4 separate regions of the Mus musculus genome follow, and all the other regions are linked to region 3. The links are chromatin contacts, called in public Hi-C and HiChIP or PLAC-seq maps. All regions are on one chromosome and are shown on one strand. The core of a region is the stretch at or near the end of the contact, and the rest is flanking DNA. Distances in the headings are between cores, read along the strand shown. Region 1 has its middle 53 kb from the start of Gm29922. Region 2 has its middle 86 kb from the start of Gm29922. Region 3 has its middle 200 kb from the start of Gm29922. Region 4 has its middle 24 kb from the start of Gm26047.

The links. Hi-C and Micro-C count contacts between places; a contact is called where the count stands out from the background. HiChIP or PLAC-seq counts read pairs in DNA pulled down with a chosen protein or histone mark.
Region 1: a Hi-C map of the NIH/3T3 cell line shows a contact between it and region 3, with 3 times the contacts expected there. The contact joins two enhancer-like sites. A contact is called at or near these places in 1 of 15 datasets of contacts at CTCF or cohesin (the NIH/3T3 cell line), 3 of 484 Hi-C or Micro-C datasets (the NIH/3T3 cell line, nephron progenitors and uterus) and 2 of 115 datasets of contacts at active chromatin or transcription factors (embryonic stem cells and fibro-adipogenic progenitors).
Region 2: an HNF4G HiChIP or PLAC-seq map of pancreatic cancer cells shows a contact between it and region 3. The contact joins two enhancer-like sites. A contact is called at or near these places in 1 of 15 datasets of contacts at CTCF or cohesin (the NIH/3T3 cell line), 5 of 484 Hi-C or Micro-C datasets (muscle stem cells, nephron progenitors and uterus), 2 of 115 datasets of contacts at active chromatin or transcription factors (fibro-adipogenic progenitors and pancreatic cancer cells) and 1 of 9 other capture datasets (embryonic stem cells).
Region 4: a contact with region 3 is called in a Hi-C map of nephron progenitors, with 2.1 times the contacts expected there. The contact joins two enhancer-like sites. A contact is called at or near these places in 1 of 39 promoter capture datasets (the 3T3-L1 cell line) and 4 of 484 Hi-C or Micro-C datasets (the 3T3-L1 cell line, 3T3-L1-derived adipocytes, embryonic fibroblasts and 1 more).

What each region holds. Positions count from the first base shown.
Region 1 is chr4:105,896,928-105,900,140 of GRCm38.p6, forward strand. No RefSeq gene overlaps it. Among named protein-coding and RNA genes, the nearest start is that of Gm29922, 53 kb to the left of the region's middle. Within about 2 kb of position 1,429, at least 19 of the 459 cell types and tissues checked have an H3K27ac peak or open chromatin away from gene starts, as enhancers often do. A contact at or near this core is called in the NIH/3T3 cell line and fibro-adipogenic progenitors, where this site is marked.
Region 2 is chr4:105,929,737-105,933,124 of GRCm38.p6, forward strand. No RefSeq gene overlaps it. Among named protein-coding and RNA genes, the nearest start is that of Gm29922, 86 kb to the left of the region's middle. Within about 2 kb of position 1,530, at least 7 of the 459 cell types and tissues checked have an H3K27ac peak or open chromatin away from gene starts, as enhancers often do. A contact at or near this core is called in pancreatic cancer cells, where this site is marked.
Region 3 is chr4:105,640,556-105,643,623 of GRCm38.p6, forward strand. No RefSeq gene overlaps it. Among named protein-coding and RNA genes, the nearest start is that of Gm29922, 200 kb to the right of the region's middle. Within about 2 kb of position 1,291, at least 52 of the 459 cell types and tissues checked have an H3K27ac peak or open chromatin away from gene starts, as enhancers often do. A contact at or near this core is called in the NIH/3T3 cell line, fibro-adipogenic progenitors and pancreatic cancer cells, where this site is marked.
Region 4 is chr4:106,093,781-106,097,209 of GRCm38.p6, forward strand. No RefSeq gene overlaps it. Among named protein-coding and RNA genes, the nearest start is that of Gm26047, 24 kb to the right of the region's middle. Within about 2 kb of position 1,256, at least 39 of the 459 cell types and tissues checked have an H3K27ac peak or open chromatin away from gene starts, as enhancers often do.

The DNA.
Region 1 (3,213 bases), core at 179-2,678, 260 kb after region 3:
CTTTGCTTTGCTTTGCTTTGCTTTGCTTTGCTTTGCTTTGCTTTGCTTTGCTTTGCTTTGCTTTGCTTTGCTTTGACTGACTCTAAAATGGACTGAACTAAGCCTACTAGGTACCTGAGAGATCCAGAGCAGACCAGAATTGCCCAGCCATTTGCATCTCTCTTCCTTCATCTTCTAACTAGGAAGAAGGTACATTTACCCAAGACCATACTTCTACTTTCCCTGACTTTCAAAATAATTTGCAGTGAATCCTCCATGTGCACTAGTGTCAAAATGGCACATAGTAAGTGTTGAGACATCCAGCTGAGCTGGATTTATGTAGACTGGGCCCCCGAGTCCTTACAATAACCCACTAGTATCAGTATTAATCACTGAATTTTGTAAAAGAATAAGTCATCTCAAAGATGTTAAATGAATTAAGAACAAACCAACTGGTAGACCTTGGATTTGAATCCACTTGTGTTTACCTCTGTAACTTATATTCCTTCTAATATTGCACCTGTAAAAGATATTGGGGAAAAAAGCCAACCAAAGAGATCATTTTCTAAGATATCCAGCAAGCTCGCGTTTTGTAGTGTGATAGTTAATATCGATTGTCAACCTGACAAGATCTAGAATCACCTAGGATCTGGGCATACTTGAAAGCCATTAATAACTAGATTAAGTAAATTGAATGGGAAGACTATTCCTGTAGTCTGCACCATTCCATGGGGTTGCATTCCTAGACTGGATAAAAATGGAAAAGCTGGCTGAACATCATCATTCGTCACTGTGGATGCTATATAACCAGCTGTCTCAAGCTCCTGCCACCATGATTTCCCTATCACAATAGGCTGATCGTCCTTTGGCCAAGAAGGCCCAGTGGTAGAAGCTTAGGAATTCCTATCTGCAAACTCAATTATATTGAATTTTCTATTTGAAAGTCCAGTCAGATAAAGGGGGGAAAACAAGTCCATTCATGTTTCTTTGTAAGGTCCCAACTATGACAATTAAGCATTCCCAGTTGCTGTGGAGAACAAGGGAAGATGGAGCATTCCAGTAGCAGAAACTTCTATCTGGAACTAAAAAGGTCAATAGGATCCTTACAAAATGACTTGTCCTGAGTCTGGACCCAGCAAAGGTAAATCAAAAAGATAAAGCAAGGTGTTTGGAGAACCAGTAAGAGGGGTTGGTGGTTAAAGAGCTATCGTTACGATGTAGCCCAGACTAACCACATACAGGATAATTTACATCTATCTAATAGGTGGATAAGGCCACTGCAGTGGGAACTCCTCTCATCATTTTTCTAGGGATAGTCACAGAGGTACCTCTTGCATAATTGCCTTCATCTATTTGTGTTGTTGCCAGCTCGGATTCCTGGGACTCAGACCACAGGAGACCTAAGAGTATTGTATTAGTCATTGGTATTACTATCGGACCAACGTAGTTTCCTGGCTATGAAGCCTCCTGGTTTTGGAGATGCTTAGCATGTGCTCATTTCCCCTAAGAATTTAGCCTCATTTAAGCTCAAATAAATGAGAAACTCTATGAAAAAATGTGCAGCCCTTGACCTTTGGGCTCTTCCAGTTGGCCAATGGCCTTGGGTGAATTCCTCCATAGTGAATCAAACTCAGGAGCCAAGTTGCATTATTTGCAGGATTTTGGCCTTTTCCCTCAATGGCTTTTCTACATCCCTTTCTCATTCCTTCAAGCCTCATCACAGACCAAGTGGTATGTCCACTAGCAGGTTCCTCTGACCACCAAATGCTGTCTACAGCTGTTCTCTGAATAACATAAATACTACTTCTAATAGCCTCTCCACACTCAACACATTTTAATGTGTCTTATTATCCCACCCAAGATTGTAACTCAATGATTCTATCATTCCTATTGGCTTCATCTGTCTTGGACCAGTGCTCCTGAACTTGCCTCTACTTCTCCCTGGGGGTATCATGCCTACTCCTTTCAAACCATTCTCCCCCTTGTCCCTTTCTCTCCATCTCTATCTCTCAGGCTTGTTACTGTTTTTTTTTCTAATATTTTTATTATTACATATTTTCCTCAATTACATTTCCAATGCTATCCCAAAAGTCCCCCATACCCTCCCCTCCACTTCCCTACCCACCCATTCCCATTTTTTTGGCCCTGGCATTCCCCTGTACTGGGGCATATAAAGTTTGCAAGTCCAATGGGCCTCTCTTTCCAGCGATGGCCGACTAGGCCATCTTTTGATACATATGCAGCTAGAGTCAAGAGCGCCGGGCTACTGGTTAGTTCATAATGTTGTTGCACCTACAGGGTTGCAGATCTCTTTAGCTCCTTGGATAGTTTCTCTAGCTCCTCCATTGGGGGCGCTGTGCTCCATCCAATAGCTGACTGTGAGCATCTACTTATGTGTTTGCTAGGCCCCTTAACCATGTCCACATTACCATGAGAGCTGGAGGGTTATCACAAACCAAATGTCTACTCTACCAGGCCATAATGTTGGGGTTTCACAGTCTGGAAGATGATAGGACATGGGGCTCAAGTAGACCCCAAAATCATAAGCGAATTACATGAAGATGTGGCCAAACACCTGTGATCTGCCACTCCTTGTGCTTTGCTTCACGCCTTGAGCCTATATCTGTGTTCTTGTGAGGACATTCCTGGGATCAGTTGACATCCTTGACACCTTACTGGTTGAGTTTAGAAGCCTCTGCATTTCTTTGTCTGCCTCATCTTTCCAACCTCTACATTCTTCTACCATGAACTAAAAAAAACCAAACAAACAAAATCTTTCTGAGTTCACTATTCTCAGAAAGTTATGACTGACTCCTGTGACACAGAGGGCTCCTGCTCACTCTCCAGGGCCCTACTCAAACTTCTTTTTTAGTAGCTTCTCAGAGTATGTGTGACTGGACAGTTGTCAAAAGAAAATAACCATGTGCCTCTGGCCTTCTATCCAAAGAAGACTTGTGCCGGGGGGGGGGGGGTGCTTTAGGACAAATAGCTTACCTAAAAATCATTCCAATCTCATCTTCAGGTCTGTAAGATTTTTGGTCATTTTGATATGTCTTAGCACTAATTTATGTTTGCCAAGTAAAATTTACAGTCCATGAGACTGTATTGTCTTTCTTCTCTCGCTTTTTAGACGGGGCAGGGACATGACACCATCTCTCAGTAGATATTCTCAAGATATCTGTTCAGTGTTTTATACTTCTGCTCTAAGAGTCTGTAGGCCTTTCTGCACTCATG
Region 2 (3,388 bases), core at 280-2,779, 290 kb after region 3:
GCCACCTTGAACTTCCTTCTCAAGCACACAAACAAAAACACCTGGTTGCAACACAGCGCGCCATTGCCAGTGCGGGACTATGAGCTCCTGAGAAGCAGGGTTGCAACACAGCGCGCCATTGCCAGTGCGGGACTATGAGCTCCTGAGAAGCAGGGTTGCAACACAGCGTGCCATTGCCAGTGCGGGACTATGAGCCCCTGAGAAGCAGGCTGGGCCTCAGTGCAGGCTGTGCTGAAGTACAGGAGGCAAGTGCTCAGAGCTCTGAGGCTGCCCCTGCTGCTGTTAGATGGTTCATGTTGGAAGTTTATTCCTGTTTTTACCCAAAATTAGGAGCTTCTAACAGAACCCTGTAGAACAATGTTCATCTCCAGAGAAGCATGCCAACCCTTCAGATCTGCCCAGCCAGGGGCCACGCCCCCATCAGGCTGCTCCCCGCTATGCTCCTTCTCTTCATCCCAGTTAGATTTTGTGAAGCATCGCTCTCATTTCGTGGATTTTGTTGTCGCTGCTAATTTATTTTGTTTTCTGAGAATTTTATACATGAATACTGTACATCAGTTCTATCCCTCCTCCTCCCCGGCCAACTGTGCCTATGCCCCCCCCACCTCATTCTCAAATTATTGGTGTCTTCTTAAACACACACACACACACACACACACACACACACACATTATAAAAGAATTAAAGAAAATGTAAGATGGAATATGACTAGTGCAAGTACTGGTAGATAGTATGCCCTCAAACAAACATTTTCTCACACAGCTAAATCAGTGAATGAATAAATGGGAGATTTGTGTCTCAACACTGCAGTGATCTCTTATCTTAGGTAGGGGTCCATAGGTAGTAAGTCTATGTTAGTATAAGATTAGAACTTCATATATAGTGCTGAACATATAAGACATGTATTACTCTGTCCTCATAGCTCCTGAGAAACTCATTGAACTGAAAATGAAAAAAAAATGTAATAAATAAGAGTGAACTTGCAGGTCCTTAACCAAGTTCATCAGAGTCGAGAAACTGATGGGAACCCGCAGGAATAAGGAAGTGGGTGCTTTGAGTAGGGAAAGCTGAGCCATAACTTGGAAATGATGGTCTGAAAAGGGTCAGATCACAAACAGCATTGAGCGTCCCCAAACTCAGCGATGCCCGGAGGTCCCCAGGGCAGGAGTTGAGGGGAGGACAGGGAATGAGAAATAGAGAGGACAAAGCAAAAGATGGGACACGGGGGTCGCGCAGAAGCTGATGGCTCACGCTAAGCAAGTTTGTTAAGGACAACAGCATCTCATAAACTATTTGCAGGGAGGGAATGGGCAATGATCAGCAGAAAAATGAATCAGCAATTCAAAAAAAGAAAAAAACCCACAAGATACCTCAGACACAACTGCCTTAGGACAGATAGCCACAGCCCCCCATCGGAAAAAGCTAGGTTCACAGGAGTGGAGAATTTATCTTCTTCAATGCCCTGACCCAAGCCCCAGTCCCAACCTTGCCAAGTCTGTTCTGTGCGAGCACACAGAACTGGCATTACATTGTCCTTCTATCAGGGCCTCTGGGAAAGCCTTGGATTGATTGGCTCCCAGCAAGGAGTGTGTGCATGTGTGTTGTGTGTGTGCATGTTTGTTCAGTACACACAGAACCCAGAGCAGGGAGTCTGGTGACCTCCTGTACCACTCTATGTCTTGTTTCTTTGAGACAGGGACTCTTGCTGAGCCTGGAGCTCACAGATTTTTGTGGGAGGTTTTCCTCTGCTGTGCTGGCAGGCAGCACACCACAGAGTTCTTACTAGTGGGACCTCCTCAGTGTTGGGGTTACAGCATTTGTGGGAATGTGCATGGCTTTTACTTAGACTCCGATGTCCAAAGTCTGGTCCTCAGCAAGTGCTTAGCAAGTACTTAGTGCTGAGCCATCTTTCCATTCCTACACATAGGAGATTTTTAACATAATAATTCCTTAGACATCATTCTATTTTATTTCTGTAGTTTTCTTATATAGAATACATTATAGATTCTCTAAGCAAGAATACTGAACACCAGGGACAGCAAGATGGCTCAGAGATTAAAGGTGCCTGCCTTGTAAGCCTAACAACTTGAGTTTGAATTCTATTCCTGGCACTCACATAAACGTGGAAGAAGAGAATTTACTGACTTGTATATGTGCATCTACACAAACACATTATGTGCACATATAGACATCATAATCCATTTTTAAAAAAATAATACTAAGTACTGAATGCAAAATTGTCTAAATTAAATAATAAAAACACTTCACATCCATTTTCTGATTTGTATATAGTTGCATACATACAAGCACACACACATATATACAAAATCAGAAATGCATAAATTTTATTACATACCATATATACAAATGTTAAATACAATTTATATGTAATGGTATATTATATATAAATATACGTAATATATTATAAATGTATAAATATATTACATATATTATAATTGGGATATACACTAAGTCAAAAATTCATAGGTTCCATAGGTGACAATAAATATATTACATACTTTCCATAGGTTCATAAAAAATGTAAGCAACATATAAAGTTTATGTTCAATACAACAAAGGTTATTTCTTGCCCTAAAATATGCCCCTGCTAAAGAGTTGAACTGTAAGGAATCATATGGCCACAGTGTCCAAGGGGCTGGAATTTGCTGTTTGCATCCTCTATTCAGCCTTATGTTGGAAGATTCACAATAAGGCAAAACTAAGAGAAAAACCCATAAAAATGGCAAAGAGATAAATAGACTTTTAGACAACATAATAAGTATATAGACAATCTAACTGAACATATGGAAAATTGTTAGGATAAATAGATCACAATATCAATATACAATAAAATTATTTTATAAATATTATTTAAGAAAAATCAAATACATATGGGTTACTTGAATAAAAGAATTACAAGACTCATTTGTCATCAGAAAACCCTAAAATATTACTGAGAGAAATTAATTAAAGTTTGGCATAATTTGAAATACAGACAACATCCACAAATCAGAGAACTTAATAATTTTGCCAGTTCTTCGCCAGCCGGTCTCCATATCCAGTGCAGCATGAATCACATGCCCAGTCATTTCTTTCTTGAGCTGTCTTAGTTTGGAAAACCATAAAACAAAATATTGTATGTGAGCACTTTATTAAGGCTATATTCTCAGAAATAAACAAACAATCTGGAAACAAATAAACATAATGTGGAAGGGGGTGAAACCCAGAAAAGGTCTAATTTCAACCTGGCCCTTCAAGAAAGGCCATGGGTGAGCATAGCTTTTAGGTAGATGAGGTGGAGCCCAGAGGGGTGGGGCACACCTTTGACCCCAACTCTCAGGAATGGAGCCCAGAGGAGCCCAACTCCAGGAGGCAGAGGCAGGTGGAT
Region 3 (3,068 bases), core at 41-2,540:
CACAAAATGTATACATAAAGGCAATTTCATCTCCACATTTAGTTACTAAAAATTATTTTTAGATATTTAGATTTGTATCCTAACTTACTTCAGACAATATTTAAGTGAATACACACACACACACACACACACACACACACACACACACGAGAGGGGAGGGAGGAAGGGAGGGAGGGAAAGAGAGCGGGACAGAGAGAGAGAAAGAGAGGGAGAGGGGAGAGAGATGCACAAGCACATGGATGCAGGCCCCCTTACACACACTCATACTGAATATGTGGGAACTGCATCTCTGAAAATTTTCTTGAACCCCAAACCTCAAATGGTTTGTTTAGATTTTGGTCATCAAACAAGAGCACTTGTGTTTCCCTCGCTCCAGTTGGGGGCTGGTGTGCTTTTGCACAGGGTGAGTAATGTCTAGCTCAGCCTCCGCTGTTGCAATCCAAATATACTCACGTTGTGCACTTAGACCCAGCCGGAGGAAGCTGAGACCCAGGAAGCCTGCCAGATGTTTACACTGCCTTTTCATGGAAAGCTAAGCTCTTTAGTTTTGTGTGCATATTTATTGAGCTGTGGAAAGGGATGTTTGAACAAAACCCATCCCAGGATAATGGAGGGCAAAATGTTAAGAGGTACTGATGAAATAAATACTGAGTTGATTTCTACTAAGTAATGGCCTGGCTCTCTGACAGACAGGTAACTCTTGTTTTTTGTTTGTTTGTTTATTTGTTTGTTTGTTTGTTTTGTTTTGATTTTTGATAGACACAGGACGCAGGATACTGGCTGTGGATGGATAGCCATGTGGTTTTTCAGGAAAGTCAGAATCTTCTATGAGCTATGACTTTTGAGCTCAGAACATAGGTGTAAGAACTGGGCAGTTAGGACTTGACTCAGCTTTACTCTGGACAAGTCACATCTTCTCTCTGAACCCTTGTTTTTCTCACCTATTACTTAGACTCACCACATCTTGGACTCTTATTAGACATTAATCATACAACTTCAGTGAAGCGATTAATAGAGTGCTTGGCTCTTTTCTGAAGCTTCATTCCCTGTGACTGTTGGGTCACGGTATCCTTCTGGCTTGGAAGTTCTTGGGATCCACAATGGGACCAGGCTTTCTCGGGGCCACTGCTTTCACAACCAGCTCACTTTTTCTTGGCCTCTGTTCACTTCTTGAAGCTTTTCTCATCTTTTCTTGTAGTTGTGACAACTCAGGCGCCAACTGGAGAGGAGCCTCTCTCCATGTGAATAAACATGTTGACAGGATATATGTAACTTGGACCAGGAGCTGTGGCCTGTGTAACCAAAGAAGAATTCCTGATGAGTTACGAAATTAGCCACTGGTGTTTGGACACTTGGAGGCAGGAAAATGCAAGAGTGCCTGGTTCAGGGACATTTTCTGCTTCTTTTGGTGTTGGGTTGGGATAGGCCCCTCACCTAAGAGGTCCCCTCTCTCTCTTTGCTCTGCGTCCTGGATGTTCAGATCTGTTCAAGTTCCATCTTGTTCCATCTTGTTCCACTGCCTTGCAGTGTGACCTTGAACATGAGCAGAACTACACTGAAGCTTAGGAATGCAGAATGGTGTGGTGTACCTGAATGGTGCTAAGTAATTGAAAACTGGCTTCAAATCTTAACTTGGGGTCTTGTCAGCTGTGACCTTGAACCATAACCAGTCATACTTTGTCTCAGTTTCCTCAACCTTAGGATGGCTTCTCTCATTGCAGGCTATACAGAGTATATAAATGATGATGGATGGATGGTTGGATGGATGGATGGATGGATGGATAGATAGATAGTTGGAGAGACAGACAGATAGAAAGATGGATGAATAGATTGAGTGGGTCAATACTCTCAGCACATAGCTAATGGTTAAATAATAACCTGTTCTCACTATAATCATCACAATTAAATCTTTTACCTATAAAGTGAATATTTATTTATGATCTCTCTCAGCTAAACTCAGCTTCTCTCTCTCTCTCTCTCTCTCTCTCTCTCTCCTCCTCCTCCTCCTCCTCCTCCTCCTCCTCTTCCTCCTCTCCCCCTCTCTCTCCCTCCCCTCTCTCCCCCCTCTCCTTTCTCTTTCTGTCCTTTCTGTCCCACTCCTTTCTCTACCTCTACCTGCTTCTCCAGGTCCCAAATAAACTTCCTTTTATATTAGGCCTGCGACATGGGTGATTCCTCAGGGGGAGCACTTGGCAGGGCCTGCTGAGGTGCTCCCTTCCGCTGCACCACCAATGCCATTTTATAAAATGCAACAAACTCAACCTCATTTATTTAGTTCTTTAACCTTCTAGTCACCTGGAATAATACTGTGCATTTGAGGGTGTGCTCCAGAGGTTCTCCCAGGTGCCCACAGCTGTATTGCAATTACTCTTAGCGGAGAGCTCAGAACCAGAGAAAGATGACCATGTGGCTAGCACTGTGGTGGGAGACCTGAAGCTCAAAGGCAAAGCAGATGACACCTACCTGATGAAGCCCAAGGCTCTTCAGCCTGCCCTTGCTGGTCTTCCCCAGGCAATACTTTATTCCACAGATGCTTCTGTGGGCAAAGAAAACTTTCTTATAGGTTGCTATGTCCGTGGGCTTTGGCTTCGAGTGAGTGGTTCTGGGTTTTGTTTTGGTTTTATCACGTGTTGTTGTTGAACTGTTCTGTGAGAAGACTTCTCTGCTCTGACAAGGAGTGGCATGAGGAGCCTGAGGCCAGGGCAAGGCAGATGACCACAGCTTCCCCAGCCCTTCTGAGTTCATGACCCTCCTGGCCTCTGTCCTGCCCTCAAAGAGACTGCTTTGTCTACATTCCACTGTCTTTCCCTGTAAACAGGGCACCTCAGCCCATCTATGTAACTTGCAAGAGAGTTTATAAACAAAGAGCTGCTGTGAAGCCTCCCTTTCCCTTCCCCACTTGTCCTGATGGAGCCTGGCTAAGGGACCAGGCTCCTTCCCTCTGGCTCATTGCTCTGCGATTGGTAAGCCCTCTGCAACAGAATGAAGTTTTCTAGAACTGAGGCTTTCATAAACATTACTATCAAAACCACTGCTGTTGCTTTTTTAAAAGGGTTTATATTTTTGTT
Region 4 (3,429 bases), core at 6-2,505, 450 kb after region 3:
GAGCCAGTGACAGAATTCTGATGACAAATGCTTGCCAAAACAAAACAAAGCAGAAAACAAACAACAAGAACAACAAAAACACCAGGATTTTTCGGTGTTGCTAGTCACGTGAAAGAAACAAAAAAAATCTTCCAAGGAAACACAAATTAACCTTGTAAGAATCATGCCTGCACGTGCCTTATAACCCCCAAGCACTGTATTCTATACACATCCTTGTATTGAGAATTAAAGCTTACAGTCAGCATGAAGATGGCTCAGTCTGCCATTAAAGCAGGCATGTCAGAGCCTAGAACAGCACAGCCTTGCAACTTGAGTTTGTACTGTGCGATTCCATTCAGCATGTCTCCCTTTTCATTGCTTTTGTTACATCATTTCTACTTTCCACATCCTTGGGTTGCATTAATCTACTAAGATTCCTAAGACACAGAGATAAAGTGATGAGGAAGATCTACGTCAAACCCAAGAGGCAGAAACTAAATATAGAATGACAGAGTTACTTTGTTGCAATTTTAGTAAGCACGGGCTACAAAAAGAACTTACAAACAAAGAACCAAGCTGTAATGTCCTGGTTTGTTTCCTTGAACTCTGCCCATAAACACTCTACAAACTGTTGCACCCATTTTGAGAGTAAAGGAGACTAAAAACAAAACAAACAAACAAACAAACAAAAACAACAACAAAACACAAAACAAACAAAAAACGCAGCACTTGTAGAAGGAAGAAAGGGGGTGGGGGGGGGAAGGAAGAGGCAAGATGTACCAGTTGTAAAGTGTTGTAGCAGAAAAGGTTGTGGCAATTTCCACACCTGTGGCCTGGGATACAGGGCTTGAAGAATGTGTCACCATGGCATTTCCTTCTTATTTTCCTTTCCCTTGTTTTCTGTACCACGGGAAGGGGAGGGGAGGGAGAAGTGGAGGTCTACGCCCTTTTGCTTGCCAAGAAAAAAATCTTCATCCGCCAATGGGTAACTTGAAAACATCACTCTCTCTCAAACTGGTCTCCTAGTTTGCAAGATGGAAATAAGAACCATGAAAACTGTCTGCATTATATGAAACAGCACTGCATTTACATGTACATGCACACATACGCATACCTGTACACGTACGTGCACACCCATGCTAGGTATTTGCGCAATAAGTTTCTCCTCTTAGTTCTCCCCACTTTCCTTTTCCTTGCAATCTCTTGTTTTCCTTGCCTTCTTTGCCCGCTCTCTAGAGAGCTCTTCGTTTCATAAGAAGATGAATCAGCATTCTAATACCCTTGGCAGGAGGTTGCTGTCAGGGGCGTACCCTGCCCTGTCAGTCTGTGGCTTTAGCTTTAGCTCTAGGGACTTAATTTTTTTTTAACAAAATAACTAGCATGCCCCTTACTCCTGATTTTCCACTTGTTGTTCATGCTTTACCCATTGTAGGAAGGGTGGAGTGCTTCTAAGCCAACGGAAGTGGGGGATCGGATGGGAAGAGGAACATGGGAGGGAGTCATGGTTTTTATTTGCAGCCCTGAGAGCTTGTGAATTGTTTAATGAGAACATACCTTCTCCCCATTCCCCAAGAGTTGAGCAATGAGGCCCTTGCAGCTCTCCTTCAACACAGAAAAGCTTGGGGCAAGCATCCAAAGTGGGACTTGACTGTGGCATGCCAGCATTTTAAAGATCCAAAGTCTACAGAACCGCATGCGTCTCCTGGGACCTCCACATGTGAAACAGATTGTGAGATTGACTCTAGACGTTTTGCTTCCCCCGAAGACCTGAGATGCTTCCTCTAACAATGAGGAAAGTGTGCCCAATCCCTACCCTAGATCTGGGTTTGGGTTACATGCCTGGAGGCTGGAGACAGAGCAAATAAGGCAGTGGCAAGCTTGTCCATGCAGCTCTGAGAGGACCCTCTGTAGATTAGGTTTGTGGATCAAAATGTAGAAAAACTGCAGAGCAAGAAGCAAACCTACCCATGGGAGCAGTGCTTATTATTAAGCAGCCTTGAGTCCTGAGGGGTGAGGGTCACAATAGAGGATCATCACATTCATTGTGTATCTGGTCTTTCCAATGATGTGAGGAGGGAACTGGACTTTCCAGACACAATCAGTGACAGTTCACTTGGATGCATACTCCACACAAAGACACTGGAGCCCAGTGGACAGAAGAGTAGAGCCAGAATCTGCATGTAGCTCTGACACCAGAATCCATTCCTGGCTGGCTGTCATACAATACCCACAAAGAATGAAGAAATGCAGGGGGTCGAGGGGAGAGAATGAATACAATTATTAAAGAAGACAGAAGAACTCAAAATCCACAGCACAGATGAGGAAATGCATTATTCGTACAAATAGCACCTTACTTTTCTTAATTTATAGCCTGGTGAATTAATGGTTCTTGTGTCCTCAAGAAAAGGTTAGAGAATGGGCAGCCTCACCCACTGCAACGGGCAAGGAGCGTGTAATTAGTTTTAGAAGGCCTTCCATGCAAAATGATTAAATCAAGTTTTGGCACATGAAAGGGTAAGCTTTGGTTATTGGAAAATGTACTTAGGTGACACAGCTCATTTCCTGGTGAAGCCAGATTAATGGGACATTACCGACCCTAATTCCTCTACAAGTAAATGACTCACCTCTTCTCCTGCTGGGATGCCTGGAGCTGTGTGTGAGCTTGGCTTCCTTTCATGAAAACCCAAGAACTGGGATGGGGAATTCAGCTGGTGGGGGGAAGTAAACAAGTCAACCCCACTTGGATCTCTGATTCTCCACTAATTGGGTCTTAAACTTGCTGTATCTGAAGAGCCAGACCAGAGCCCTTCCAACTGGTTTCAGAGCTGACTGGGGAGGCCTGCAGTGGTCCCAATGGCCAATATGGACAGGGCCTCGGAAAGAACAAGAGTGAAGGACAAACACTGTGGAGGAGGCGTGATAGAGGACCTTTTAGAATATTGGGCATGGGGCACAGAGCTATTCGAGTTTGTGCAGAAGTTCACAAATCATCCACTGCAACACGATACTCAGAAATCAAATGATCCATGTGCCCTACTGTGTGTCATACTTCCCCAGACAACTTCAGGCTTGCTCAATAGAGAAAGATTAACAATACTGTGAAAGATAAGCTTAGGTGAGATTGAATAGGAGTCTGAGTCACTATTCAACCTACACCAGCACAGATCCACGCTGACCCTGTGGTCTACACCACTTCCAGGGAGCACAGTCAGCCAACGATCTAGTCAGAACCCTGAAATCTTTGGGAATGAAGAACTACTACCCTGACTGGATGGGATTTCATCGTGTGTTTGGGGTTAACTTCCCTACCTACAATAGTTCTGACAACTCCACTGTCTTAGATTGCTTCCTACTATTAAAATAAAGGCCATGATCAAAAGTAACATGGGGAGAGAAGGGGTCAGTTGCCTTATACATCTCAATTACAGTTCATTGAAGGGAGGCAATGCA